Linked DNA regions of Zea mays: all the other regions are linked to region 1. A link is a contact called in public Hi-C data. All regions are on one chromosome and are shown on one strand. The core of a region is the stretch at or near the end of the contact, and the rest is flanking DNA. Distances in the headings are between cores, read along the strand shown.

Region 1 (4,329 bases), core at 1,326-3,825:
AATAATAGTAATTGCAATGTTGTCAAGTGTCATTGAAATAAACTCATAAACATAATGATCGAACGAGCTACATCCCACAGGTATAAGCACTTGAGAGAGGACTAAAGGGTCCAACTCCAACGATTATATGACACAATTTGCCATGTTCAAGACATGTTATTGTGGTTTCAAAGTAACTAAAGGCCTACTAAAATAAATATTTCTAGAGTTCTATGAGCTGATATTCCTGGTAAACCACCATGAACTACAGAGTTTATAGGAGAAAAAGAAATCTAACAGCAGTAAACATCCTAGTTCGATCATTAAGAACTGGCTGTAATGCTGCACCATTCATTAATCCTAGCATTGAAATGAACTAGGCATACTCCAACACTAGCCAATTTATTCACTGATGCTCACACATGGAGGAATGCAATATGTAATGTAACTCTGGAAGTGAAGCTTAAAGCCTCTTTTACATAGTAAAATTTAAATGAGAAGGCCACCTGCTGACACACAACATTAAAACTACACAGCTAAGCGTAAGAACACTCTAAACTAAAAGCAACCATATACCTACCAATTGTGGCAATAGGTAGTTAGGTACTAGCTGTCCCAGAAATTTCCCCCTCCATAGCAAAACAGAATAAAAAAAATAGCATTGCAGTTGATTCTATGATGCGGCCCAGTTGACAACGGGAACATAAAAAAACAAGATTCTGGAAAAGCGAAGGAACTTGCACATGGCAATAAGAAAATAGATGTGCAGCCATCAAGTTCAGTTGGAAGTACTCCTGATCCTTCAGTGTCTATGGAATATTTCAGTTATTCTTTTTGTGCACGAATAAATTTTAAGTGTTCTTCCAGTAACAACAGTGAAACGAATGCAGAGTAGTTGACAACTTCTGTATCTGTTTGAAACCACTTAATGGTGTATTTGTGATTGATCAGCTGTTTCAAACTAAGACCGTAATTCAGAAAACACAAAACTCATATCCCCGCAGTTCTGGAGGTTACACTTACTAGGAATTGAAACAGAGGTGATAGTGTATAACACTTACTTCACATCAAATTCGGACTGACGACCAGGAGTAATTTTCTCTACTGGCCGATCAAGCACACCGCCACCTTTGCCTGGCGCAGCTGCTGACAGAGCCATAGGAATTGAAAGACTTGGACATCTTCTCTTGTAAATGAAAGATCTATCTCCTGCACAATATGAAGAAAATCGACACGAAAGGTTATACCAGCAAGTCTGCAAGAGTAATCATGGACCTATGACATGACAAACAGTATTTCCATGTAAATTTGAAGTCACCGTATAGTTAGCACAGTTCTAGATAGCACATTTGTGCCTCCAGGCTGAAAACAATATGAAAAAAAGTGGAGTAATAGCCTCATGATCATGCTGAACAGGACTATAAGGTTGAGGATTAGTTGGTGATAGAGCAAGATTTCCTAAGCATTTCAAGTCAGGGTATGATATGGTGGATTCAATCATCATCTTAGTCATTTGGGATTTTCAAGAACATCAAGAATAATCAGCAACTAGTAACGGCCAGCAAGGAATAATGCATCCGTGGAGAATGGCAGGCAGCTGCAACACATATATTACTTTAATAGTAGTATAAAGTGTGTCTTAAATTTCAGCTTTCGTTGCAGACTATTTATTTTCCTGTAAATGGACCAACTGGGCAATATCCCAATTGCTAGTGTACTACCGTTGCAGACGAGTAGTTGGAATCGGTTGTTAATATGTATTTATCTGGACTAAAAGAATGGGAAGAGCTGTAGTGCAAAACACAGTCCATGAATAAGGCATACTGAAGCAATAAAACAAGAAACTAACAGATAGCTGATTGAAAATGCCAATGAAGTGAACCACCTAACCTTCACCATGCACACTAGTTCTTGCAACTAACTAGAACAGACGCAACAATTTCACCACACATCAGGTCCTCGCCCTCTAGCCAACACAAGGCGGCCATTTCATAGCAGGAAACAGAAGGATTCTCTGTTCACAATCAGTTTGATTGGATGGCACCGCCTTGTCTAGCTACATACGATAATTTTGAGCGTATATGTAGATGCAGATTAATAACATCAAAATAGCTTATTTTGTATACACCTATGCAGATTGTGACTCTCACATACAAGCAACCAAACATAATCTCAAATAAAATCAACTCCAAGATGAGATGTGCGGTGGCAGTAACCGTAAAACCATTGCAAAAGCGGAAGAGTACTTGTCTGCTCTCATACTCCGTGGGATCCCCCACAATTCTACCTCCACAGAAACACCGTGGACAGCACGCATCCTACTTGCCCCATCGACCTTATCCACTGAAAGGTACTAAAGAGTACTAGTAACTACGTACTCACAAAATCGCATCCAAATTCCAACAAATTGGCAAACGGGAGCCAGAACCGGGAGCGAGGGAGACGAACAACCTGCCACGGCGTGGAGATTCGGGAGGCGGCTCGCCGCGGAGAGCGCAACACGGCTGGGCACCGAGGCCATCATGTCGCCAACCGCCGTCGCCTCGCCGCGCCTCGGTGATTCTGAATCTTGGGGCCGAGATTAGCTGCCGCGGTGGTGATGCTCCGTGGGCCGGTCGACGTGCGGTTTGTAGGGACCCTATTATTTGTGGCCCAGTAGTTTGGTAGGCGCTGCGGGATTGCGGGAGCGCCACCTGTTCCCAGTCCCGGCCTCTGGGCCACTGATCTCTACAGATTTTTTTCTCCGTTCCAACACTAAACTTGAGGAAGCCCTTGGTTCAATTACCATTGTGCCCTTCGGAATTGGTGGAGGCTGGAATAGACCGACAGCCCTAGCTTCCAATGGCCGAATGGGGTTTTCGTTTCATCGTCCTTTGGACTTTGGTTACTCCTTTATGTAGAAGGATTTTATTAAATCCAAATAATTTTCAAACTCATAAAGTTATTTGTTAAAATTTTATGGAAAACAACTCATTGAGATATGTTTTTAATGAAATTTAAATGTGAGACAATGTTTCATTGTAGTTTGTTGCACTCAATTAATTTGATTGCATTGGTTACTCTCAAATTCTAGTACTCCATTCGTTCTTAAGGGCAGTCACAACCTAAAAATTACCAAGTGATTTCTATAGCTGCCACCTCACTAAGAAATTACTTATATAAACTATAAGTTCCAACATTAATTTTTTGTTGTGCTACCGTAATAAATGTGGACGCGACGGTGCCACCAGTGAGCTGCGACCTATGAAAGAGTGTGGCGTGTGGGCTCCACAGATGGAAACGGGGTGCTCGTCCCCAATGCCAAAATAGTGGGTCTTCGTTGCGCGTGTAGACCTAATTTCTCATGCGGGAATATGTTTCCTCCTCTTTTTCATTAATTTCCTTGTCATGTCACCAAATTGTTTATGTGGCAGCTAAACTAATGATATAAAAACTAGATGACATGGAGGGTTGGGGCTGCTCTAATGTAATTACTTCTAGGATTTTTAGAATATATTATGTTAAATATAATCATTAAAGGACCTAGGCCATTTATGGATTGTCCAGTATGAGATTAACACTAGTACACAGAAGCTCTATAGTGGCGGTTCTAAACATATTTACACTGGCGTTTTTCAGTACCGCCAGTGCTAGGGGTCAGTGGAAATCAGCATTTCCACTGACGGTTATTTTGGAACCGCCAGTGAAAAGTGCATTTTCACTGGCGGTTTTCTTAAGGAACCGCCAGTGAAAAGTGCATTTCCACTGGCGGCTGAATAAAGAAAACCGCCAGTGAAAATGCATTTCCACTGGCGGTTTTATAAAGCAAACCGCCAGTGGAAATGCACTTTTCACTGGCGGTTTTCTTTATTCAGCCGCCAGTGGAAGTTTTCCCGCCTTTTTTCAAAATTTCAAACAATACTGAATTATATATATATTTATTTACACACACACAAACATATATATATATAGATCTATATTGATATTGAAAGCAACATGAAATTAAATTCTATCATACATTTATATACATCAAAGTATTCTGTTTACAACCATATATCCTTCATGCATTCTATACATCATAAGTTTTCACCTAAGCTCTAATAACTATCTCGGCTAAGAGATAATCTACTAATTTCTGTTAGTATTCTAAACTCTGGCAAAGCTAATGTTCCGGAAGCATCGTGATATTTTCCTTCTGCGGGAATGACCTCTTTCAATATGAATGTGCAGAGGTCCTCGACTATGCCATACAATGCAGCTTCGGTCAAGTTCTCCGGGTTTCCTCGTTGAAATTGCTGTAAAGGAATTTTATAAACATCATCTATTTATACTCAATAATAACACATTTGCATCTTTAATGACATAAATACA
Region 2 (4,329 bases), core at 579-3,078, 320 kb before region 1:
GCCAGGGCGCAGTCAATATTCAGCTAATGCCATAACTCAGCCGATTACTAACGCAGCCTGATCGGTGTGTCTGAGTACCCATTGTACAATTTAATCGCTCGACGTGAGTCCAAAAGCTCAAGACATCATAAATATTTAGAGCGATTTGAGTCTGTGCAGTATAGTCTACACACATATTTTAATAATTTTCTGCTAATTATTTACTACGAGAAATAATTATTAATGTAGAAAAAATGAACACCATAATTAATACACAAACATAACACATCATGTGTAAAAGGCATTTTTCCATATTTAAGCATGTATTTTTTTTACAAATTATTTGCGATAGGAAATAATTGCTTAGGGTAGATATTACTACATAGAAGCATGCATGCAACTTAAAACTGTATTAATTCAACAGAAATTTATTCCTATAAAATATAGGAAAAACTGTATAAAAGAAAAGTATTTTTCCTTTCATTCTTTGAGTACTAATCAGTCAAACACTTGCGATAAGAGAGGAATCAAGCCAGTAGGCGTCGTAACTGCCTAGCCCTATCCATCATGCACGATTGGCGGCATGCACGGTGGGGCCTTTTTTAATTATTCAACCAACCAGCTAAGGCAGCCATTTTCTTTATTTATTTCTTTGCTCCGTCGCACTACTTATTAATAGAGGGAGCCGAAAGAAGTGTCGACCAAATCTCTGCATGCTCGCTGAGTCAAGATCCAGTTTTTCTGGGTGGGAACGCGGATGAGACCGTTTTTTTTCTCAACCATCTGCGCCTGGGAAAACGGATGGGTGGCGCGACTGCTCCTCTCGACCGCGTCTCCACGCAAGGAAGAGGGGCGAGACTGGCAGACGGTCGCTGGTGCTGCCCGGCTCAGGTGCGACACCTGGCGTGACCTCTAGCGCGGTGAGGTGCTGTTTCGACGTGGGCGCGGGCCTGACTATTTAAGGGCGCGCCACTGGCAGCGACACAGCTCCGGCGTGGGTGAGACGTGGCTTCCGGCGCGAGCGCGACATGGGTTCCGACGCGGGCGGAGCTGCCAGCGTAGCACCGGCCTCCGGGGCACGGTGCGACTATGGCTCGGGCGTAGCTGCTGGCACACGGTGGTCGGCTTTTTTTGTTAATCGGAGTACGAGATTCTCTTCTTCGATCCTCAACGTGAACAATAGATTCACTCTACTAGAAATACATACCACTCGATTGCGTCGAGGAGAATCGAAGTCTGTCGCGTAGGACAGTTCGGCTAGGCCGAGAGACCTGCCGGCGTGACGGAGATTTGATGTAGATCTGATCCCGCAGCAACGTTGAGGTAGAGCGTGCTGATAACGTGTTGAGAACTACGTTACCACGGATCACCAGATCCGCTCCCTTACCTCCCGTCAGCAGATTAGGCGCGAGAAGATGTGGATGACCCGTATCCCTTCCCATAAGCACGACAGATAGCACACGAGACACATGATGTAGGGTTGGGCCTCTGGCCTCTTTCTCTTCTCTGTATTATGAGGGGGTGTACATGTTCCTTATATAGAGATGTGAGACCCCTCAGGGGCAAAGTCGGTATTTGCCCACATAACCCTAACTAGGGTTACTTAACAGTCACATCATAGATCCAATCAGAGGACGAAGAAACCATAGATCAAATCAGAAATCGAACCAGAGGACGAAGAAATCATAGATCAAATCAGAAAATGAATCATGGAGGAAGAACAAATCACAGATCAAGTCAGTACTGCCGCGCGCAGTAGTTCTGAGCTAGGACCAGTAGCACTGGCACCCAGGCCCACCGCATGCTGCAGGGAGCAGCATCGCCAAGGCCCATAATAAGCCCATGGAGAAAGAGAGGACGAGGAGCGTCAATAGGGCCCACACGCTTTAGAGCATGGGCCTAATTATGTGGTGGGGGAGACCAAAGGAGGACGTGGCGTGTGGTGGGACGAGAGGAGAGAAGGTGGATTTCTCAGCATGCACATGGAGAGTTTTAAGCCCATCGAGTATCAGCAATATTGTTGGCTGGCGTTAATATCTCATCGTAATACTGTCACTAAAAGCCTAGTACCTATTACTCTTGATTCCACCACTATCATTGTTGGTTAAAGGCACAAACTAGCTGGTAGTGTTATACTGTATGTTATGTCATCAGTAGTGTTGATTAATTTCAAAGTAAACTGACCGACCGGCAGTGATTGCTTATATATTCCGTTGCATGCAGTGTCGAGCAGAGTGTTTTTCAGTAATTAATAGAGAGCTTAACGAGAGTGGAGCTAGTGTCATTCTCTTTGGCGCCTCGAGCGAGTTGGTCACCAGCGCCCGTATACATCCACGCACGTCCAGCAACACGAGATATATAGTAGCTAGCTACTCCTGGCCGGTTGCCGCCGCCCGCCGGAGAGTAAACGTCCGTACGTACGTGTCCAGAACGACACACAAATGCGCGCGTGCTCTTTCTTGCTCCTCGTCTCGCCTTTCCGCTTTTCCAGACATGACATGCATGCATGCATGCTGCCGTGTGCCGTTGCGTCGTCGTCGTCCTCCCTCCCTCCCTCCGGCCTACGACGACTACTACGTACTACCCCTACCCCCGTTCGTACATGAATCGCTCGCTCGATCACTCGAGGGGGACCGCAACCTGGCGTCCCGTGCATGAGAGTACAACGCATAATATATGCGCATGTGTTCCGCGTGGCGGAAGGACGACATCGTATCGTAGCGATCGACAGAGGCCATGCATGCATGCATGCATGCATGATGACCGACCCGCCGTGTCATACGTCGTTGGTTGCCCGTCGTCTCGTCTCTGCTGCCTTGCCTACGACTGCTGCACTCACTCGCTCGCTCGCAGCGGCCGCCCTGTCACATTTGTACTCGTCACTGGACCGATTTCGCTGAGCGCGCGCGACGAAGACCGACGGTGACGCGACGCCGCCGGCCCGCGGCCAGCAGCACAGCAATACTGTAGCTTTACCTCGGAGACCCGGCCGGCGTGGTTGCAGACAAAAGGCGTGCGCGCTAGCTCTTGCACTTTTGGACCTTTTGGGACGCGCTCAAGTTCTAAGACTCCGGATCGATCGATGTGGTGGTGGTGGATGGAGTACGTGTACGGGTCCCCAGGGGCACGAGCATTATTGGTACTCCGCCACACACCTGGACTGGACACGACTGGGGGCTTGCTGTCGACACTGCATGCGATGCAAAGGCAGCATCGTTTTTGACAGACGGCGACGGACGCAGAAGCTAGCGCGTTCCGAAAACCCGATCCCGCGAGGCATGATGATGATGATACTGCAGATCGCTATGGTTATTGGACACACGCGTGGAGTGTTCTCTCTCAGCTAGCTACGTGGTGACAAATCCAGAAGAAGAAGAAGCAGAATCATAAGCGAAGCTAGTCGTGTGTACTTTCACAAAGTCCGTCGTCGTCGACCGAAACGTACGCGTGCAGTGGGCACGAATTAAAGAATCGATTCTTGGACCTGTCTGTCCCTCGATCGATCGATCCCATAATGCATGGTCGACGGCCAAATAACAGGCGCATCAGGCATCAGCACTCAACAGCTCGCCATCTGGCCACAAGCGTCCATTCATGTATGGCAACCAAGCTAAAGTGCGGCGCCGCGCGCGATCCCGGCGGGCGGCGTCCTGCCAGTCAATAACATGCATTTCTACGACACACCTGCGTCTGCCCGGGTGAGTGGGAGTGGAGACGGTATCTGCATTTAGAAGGAGTATATAGTAACGACTAACGAGCTCTAAACTTGTCTACATGTTTTATTTTTATTTTTATTTTTGCTTATGTGAGTATAGTAACGAGTATAGTAACGAGCTCTAAACTGTTTCCAAGTCACATTACATTGAAGACCAATGTCTATCCTTTTCTTCATCTCTTCTTCTTATGAATATATATGATGGATGTCCTCCGTTTTTTTCTCATTACTTGTGGCATTCCACATCCATGTACATATCCATCTGATCTCTTGTGGAATATCCCCCAATATTTTATTGTGTTAAACCTTTGATTGCTTCTTACTATCATACTTAAGTATACTCTTTATACTTAGCTTTCATGTTCAACACTTAACAAAATAGGTTAGTCCTTTAATATTGTTGTCATTTAATCCACCAAAAGCCACAAGGGGCTAGATGCACTTTCACATACCTTTATAAACGTGTTACTCACTTCCTATAAATTTTCTTGAAGGATGAAATATGGCTTTAGCCCCCGAAGACTTAGACTAGCTAGGCAGAATTGGGGCCCCTCAGGGGAAAGGCAGAAGTAACACCGACATGGCTCTGCTATTGTCTCGTGTGAAAGTTTCGACGTAACCTCAACCTATTTTAT
Region 3 (4,329 bases), core at 489-2,988, 270 kb after region 1:
GGCATTTTTGTTACCATAGTGGATATGTGCAAGGATTATAGCTGTGAAGTTTAATAAGAATACAATGAAAGGATTATAGCTGCACCAGATTAATGCAAAGCCAATACAATCAGCACATGATTGATTATTGTATGTCTTTCGATCGAATTAAAAGTGAATAGAGAATGCCTCAAATAGCATACATTGACAACCATGTCCATGTTGGTGTCATATGCTTGAGTCCTCAAAGCAAACAGAGACACACAAAAGAAATAAATTCTTTGCCTTCTTGACATAGTAAACATCCAAAAGTCATTACAGTAACTTACCAGATTTGGTGCAACCCAACCTAGAGAAGCTGATAGAGCTGTCATCACCTAAAATTAGTAAATAAATCAATTAAACTATTTGTTAAAAAATGAACAGATAAAGAAAAAGGATACCATAGGTCAGCATGTAAAATCTCGAATATACTCACTATTAGTGCAGTCAAACAGCCTGCCAGGACCAGTTTCCTGGGATGGCGCATAGCCAATATCTAATAAAAAATAAATAGAGCATGAGTAATTCCAGAGCTCGAAACAAGGGTCATAAAAAAAAGAAGCGTGTAAATGCAGGCATTCGAAAATATTGAAAAGAAAGGGGGTATGTTTGTCTTGATAGGCCCAGACCCTGTCAAATCCCCCATCCTCCGAAGACGCAATTCTGGTGTACGCTGCTGAAACAATTCTGGTGGAAGAGGACCGCACCAAAATGGCAGGTTCGCGAATTTGGCAAGTGCATCAGCTACACGAAACTGCAGGCACAGTCTACGCCCACATGCGTGGAACCCACGCGCAACGATGAAATTGGGTGAAAATTTTGTGTCCGCAGCAAATCGAACGCACAATCAGTTTGGCCGGCGGAGGAGCGTAAAGAAATCCGAGCTCCCAATCTACAGCAGTACAGCTACCAGCTCGCTTGTCACTACTTAATAAGAAAATTAATAAAAAAAAGTCGTCTCAGCTCAGCAGCAGTAGAAACAGACAAGCGAATCGAGCCAAGAATTCGACAGCAAGGCGCTTCACCCGCTCGCTCTATCGGCGAATCTGCAGCTACCGCACGATCTCGTGACGGGATCGAGCCACCGCAAATTGTCCTCCGAACCGATTTACCTCCCACCCAACAGCCGAGCAAAGAGGCACGCCGCGGCGGCATACTGCCGAATATCTGGCGGGAGTGCACCCGGCCCGTCTACGCAACCACACGGGGCAACGGCGCACGCAAGCAGAGGCAGGCAAGGCAAGCAAAAGGACAGGAGCAAGAGCAGGCGACGTGAGGGGGATGGGGGAAGGAGGCCTACCGCGGCGGCGAAGAAGGTCTTGTCCCCGACCTCGGAGAGCACCGTCATGGCCAGCGACTTGGTGAAGCCCTGCACGCACGCACCTAGAACCATGAGCAAGAAGCCAAGCCACTTCCTCTGCTTAATTAACACACCTGAATGAAGAAGAAGGGGAGAGAGGAAGAGGAAAGGTGACCCCGAGCAGAGACGGCGCCATGGCGGAGGAGGGCGGCGGGGCGCCGCGATTCCGATCTCGGAGGGGGCGCGGGGTAGAGGTAGACTGGTAGAGCAGCCGAGGCGAAGAGCAGGGTCGGGTGAGAACGCGCGCGCGGGGCCGTCGGATCCGGGACGGGCGTCGGCGTCACGTGCGACGCCTTTTTTTTAAAGGCGCCGGCGCCAGGTGCGCTCACTGGGAAACGGGTCGGGAGTTGGTTGGGTCGGTATCGGGATCGGAGGTGACCGGAGCTCGTGTGGTGTGACCTGAGGCCGGCGGCGCCCGGTATCCTTGTGAGCCGTGCGCCGTCGATGCCGCATCCTGCGGCCTCGGGAAGCGGACGGGAATGGGCGAAGGCGAGAGCGTGGCCCGTGGCGCGGTGGCGGCGCATGGCAGACCATTTGCCATGTCCGTGTCGATTCGTTTTGGCCTTCTTGTCTCTTGTTTTTTTTTCTCATTGTTTAACTAACACATGCGAGTCGGCAACGTTGACACCGCAAAATTTCGTTCCGTTCTATTCCATCCCCGTATATGTGGTTGTGCGCGGAGCCTCCACTCCGCCGCGGGGAGGAAACGACCGCCCCGGCGGCGACTGCCGCGGCCGCGGCGCGGGGAGGAGGCGGCGGTGGTGGCCTCCAACGTCAGATCTAGTCGCAAAGCTTGTGGAATCAATTTATGGCGCGCGCACCGGCCGGTGGACGAAGCGGTCCCGGCTCGAGCGTGGGCCCATGGGAGAGAGGAAGGAGGCGCTCGCCGGGGGAGGTGTTTGTAACTAGGCTACATTCCTCTCATCCTATTAATTTGATGCGATAATTTACCATAAGTATCTCTCCATATAAGCTATAACTTTAACAAGTGTGTGGATTTCATGCTGTCAGGAACTAAAAATTGGGCAAAGGATGATGACAATATCTACGGTTGGTGTTCCAAATACAATAAAAATGCTAGCATCTCACAAGCTTCAGTCAACGCTGGCAGTCAGGTATGTTATTACGAATTTGAATATCACATACCATTAGCACTGGCGGTCAGTCACCATGCTATATTGCAGGCCTCTTATTTTTTTGCTTATGAAGATCCTCCGGTCACAAAACCTGAGCCCTATTTTAGCTTGTAATTTGTTAATACACTTAAGTATGATATCTGGTCACCACAATATAATTGGTTCAAGGCTTTGATTGCATAACTTCTGGTTGAGCAGCAACACATAATAAGGAACCGAGAAGCAGATGTAGCATTTCCCCCTGTAATATGTTGTTGACAAGTCTGTCGTGTTTGAAATCAGTCTGCATGCCCCAAATCAGAAGCTGCGGGAGACGATTGTTCCTAGCACCAAGTCTTACCCCTTGGGAGCACTAATGGATGATTGCAAGAGTTACTTCCTTGAAACTGGGTGCAGGGTATCCTTCGAGTACACTCTGCTAGGTATCAGATGATTCTATCTGTTTCAGGAGAAAATATTACTCAGCGACATTACTAACATGGCTAGAGTGGATTTCGTGGCCAGCTGGGATTAACGATGAAAAGGAGCATGCCGTAGAGCTAGCAGAACTACTTCGTATGTGTGGAGGTGGTTACCATGTGAACCTGATTCCCTATAACCCAATTGAAGGCTCCGAGTACAAGAGACCTTACAGAAAAGTGGTATGTGTGCTTTATGTCCTATAATAAACAAATATAAACTATTATTTCGTAACCAGTTACTTATCTTATTTACATTATTATACTACAAATTAGGTCCAAGCCTTTGTTGATGCTTTAGAAGCACGTAAGATAACAGTCAGCGTTCGACGGACCCGTGGGCTTGATGCTAACGCAGCCTGTGGGCAGCTGAGGAATGAGTTTCAGAAGAATCCACTACTTGAGATTGAACTGTCACCCTCCACAGAGCGGACCCTCATAACTGCTTAATTCAAACACCTATCAGGTTGATGCAGCATGCTCAAGCATACGAAATTGTCATTTAATTTATGGGGACATTAGGTGTTGTAAAGTGACAGCAAGTTATGCATAACGCTAGAGAATTTTGGAACGTTCTGTCTGTCGGTGTTTTGGGTCCGACCGTGCACCTGGGGTTGCCCCTCAAGGTGCTTTTTGGAGTAGGACGGTGTTACCGACTGTAGCTCGATGGTTCGTGCTGGATGCACGAGAGACAGTAGACAGTTTTGTACAGGTTCGGGCCGCTTTGAGATGCGTAACACCCTACGTCCTGGCGTGAGTACTTTATGTGGTGGATTACAAGGAGGCTCTCTAGTGTCGAGGATGTTAGAGAACCGGGTGGATGGCTAAGTAATGAGATGCTTTCGAGGGGGTGCCCCCTAGGCCTTATATACTCGACCGTGGGGCATTACATGTGGATATGATAACAATGTGTGCCTAAGTAATAGTGAACCGACTGAGCCTATAATTCCGCCGACCTATCCCTTATTGAGTTCCAATGTATGAGGGCACTGCACGGGAAGGTCGGATCACTGTTGCGATCATTGCTCAAATTCATCGGGCCGTCTGGGCTTGCGTCGATCCGGTCTTGTGTCAATCCGCTTCACTAGACGTTCCTCCCTAGGCCCACGAAGGGATGACCTTGCGAATTATTGGGCCCACGGGCCTTTCGTGAGGTCTTTTATCCTTCCGGTGGACCTGGGGGATATCCATCCCCCACAAGCCCCCGATCTTTGGGTTGATTTTGAAATAACCGGCCCAAAGATCCTAGGTCCAGCTTGCAGTTTTTGATTTTGATAAGGAATAAGTCTGTCGAGCCATTGCTTCTGAACCCTAAGTCTGTCGAGCCGTTGCTTCTGAACCATGTGGATATGAT

Evidence for each region. Hi-C and Micro-C count contacts between places; a contact is called where the count stands out from the background.
Region 2: a contact with region 1 is called in a Hi-C map of ear, with 5 times the contacts expected there. The contact joins the enhancer-like site here to the promoter of LOC100281931 in region 1. A contact is called at or near these places in 3 of 25 Hi-C or Micro-C datasets (ear, endosperm and tassel).
Region 3: a Hi-C map of tassel shows a contact between it and region 1, with 6 times the contacts expected there. The contact joins the promoter of LOC100272523 here to the promoter of LOC100281931 in region 1. A contact is called at or near these places in 2 of 25 Hi-C or Micro-C datasets (ear and tassel).

What each region holds. Positions count from the first base shown.
Region 1 is chr4:85,711,271-85,715,599 of Zm-B73-REFERENCE-NAM-5.0, forward strand. LOC100281931 (ATP-dependent Clp protease adaptor protein ClpS containing protein) reads right to left here and starts at 2,576. Exons shown (of 3, transcript NM_001154850.1): 1 at 2,431-2,576; 2 at 1,041-1,188. The coding sequence starts at 2,503.
Region 2 is chr4:85,396,078-85,400,406 of Zm-B73-REFERENCE-NAM-5.0, forward strand. No RefSeq gene overlaps it. Among protein-coding and RNA genes, the nearest start is that of LOC111591393, 14 kb to the left of the region's middle. Within about 2 kb of position 1,829, at least 18 of the 20 cell types and tissues checked have an H3K27ac peak or open chromatin away from gene starts, as enhancers often do. A contact at or near this core is called in ear, endosperm and tassel, where this site is marked.
Region 3 is chr4:85,977,692-85,982,020 of Zm-B73-REFERENCE-NAM-5.0, forward strand. LOC100272523 (GDT1-like protein 4) reads right to left here and starts at 1,739. Exons shown (of 12, transcript NM_001365868.1): 1 at 1,497-1,739; 2 at 1,322-1,390; 3 at 458-517; 4 at 309-356. The coding sequence starts at 1,517. LOC103655381 reads left to right here and starts at 2,046. Exons shown (of 5, transcript XM_020552113.2): 1 at 2,046-2,154; 2 at 2,355-2,496; 3 at 2,800-2,939; 4 at 3,022-3,158; 5 at 3,252-3,551. The coding sequence starts at 2,046. The coding sequence ends at 3,425. LOC109946030 (a long non-coding RNA gene) reads right to left here and starts at 1,315. Exons shown (of 2, transcript XR_002269124.1): 1 at 1,047-1,315; 2 at 657-948.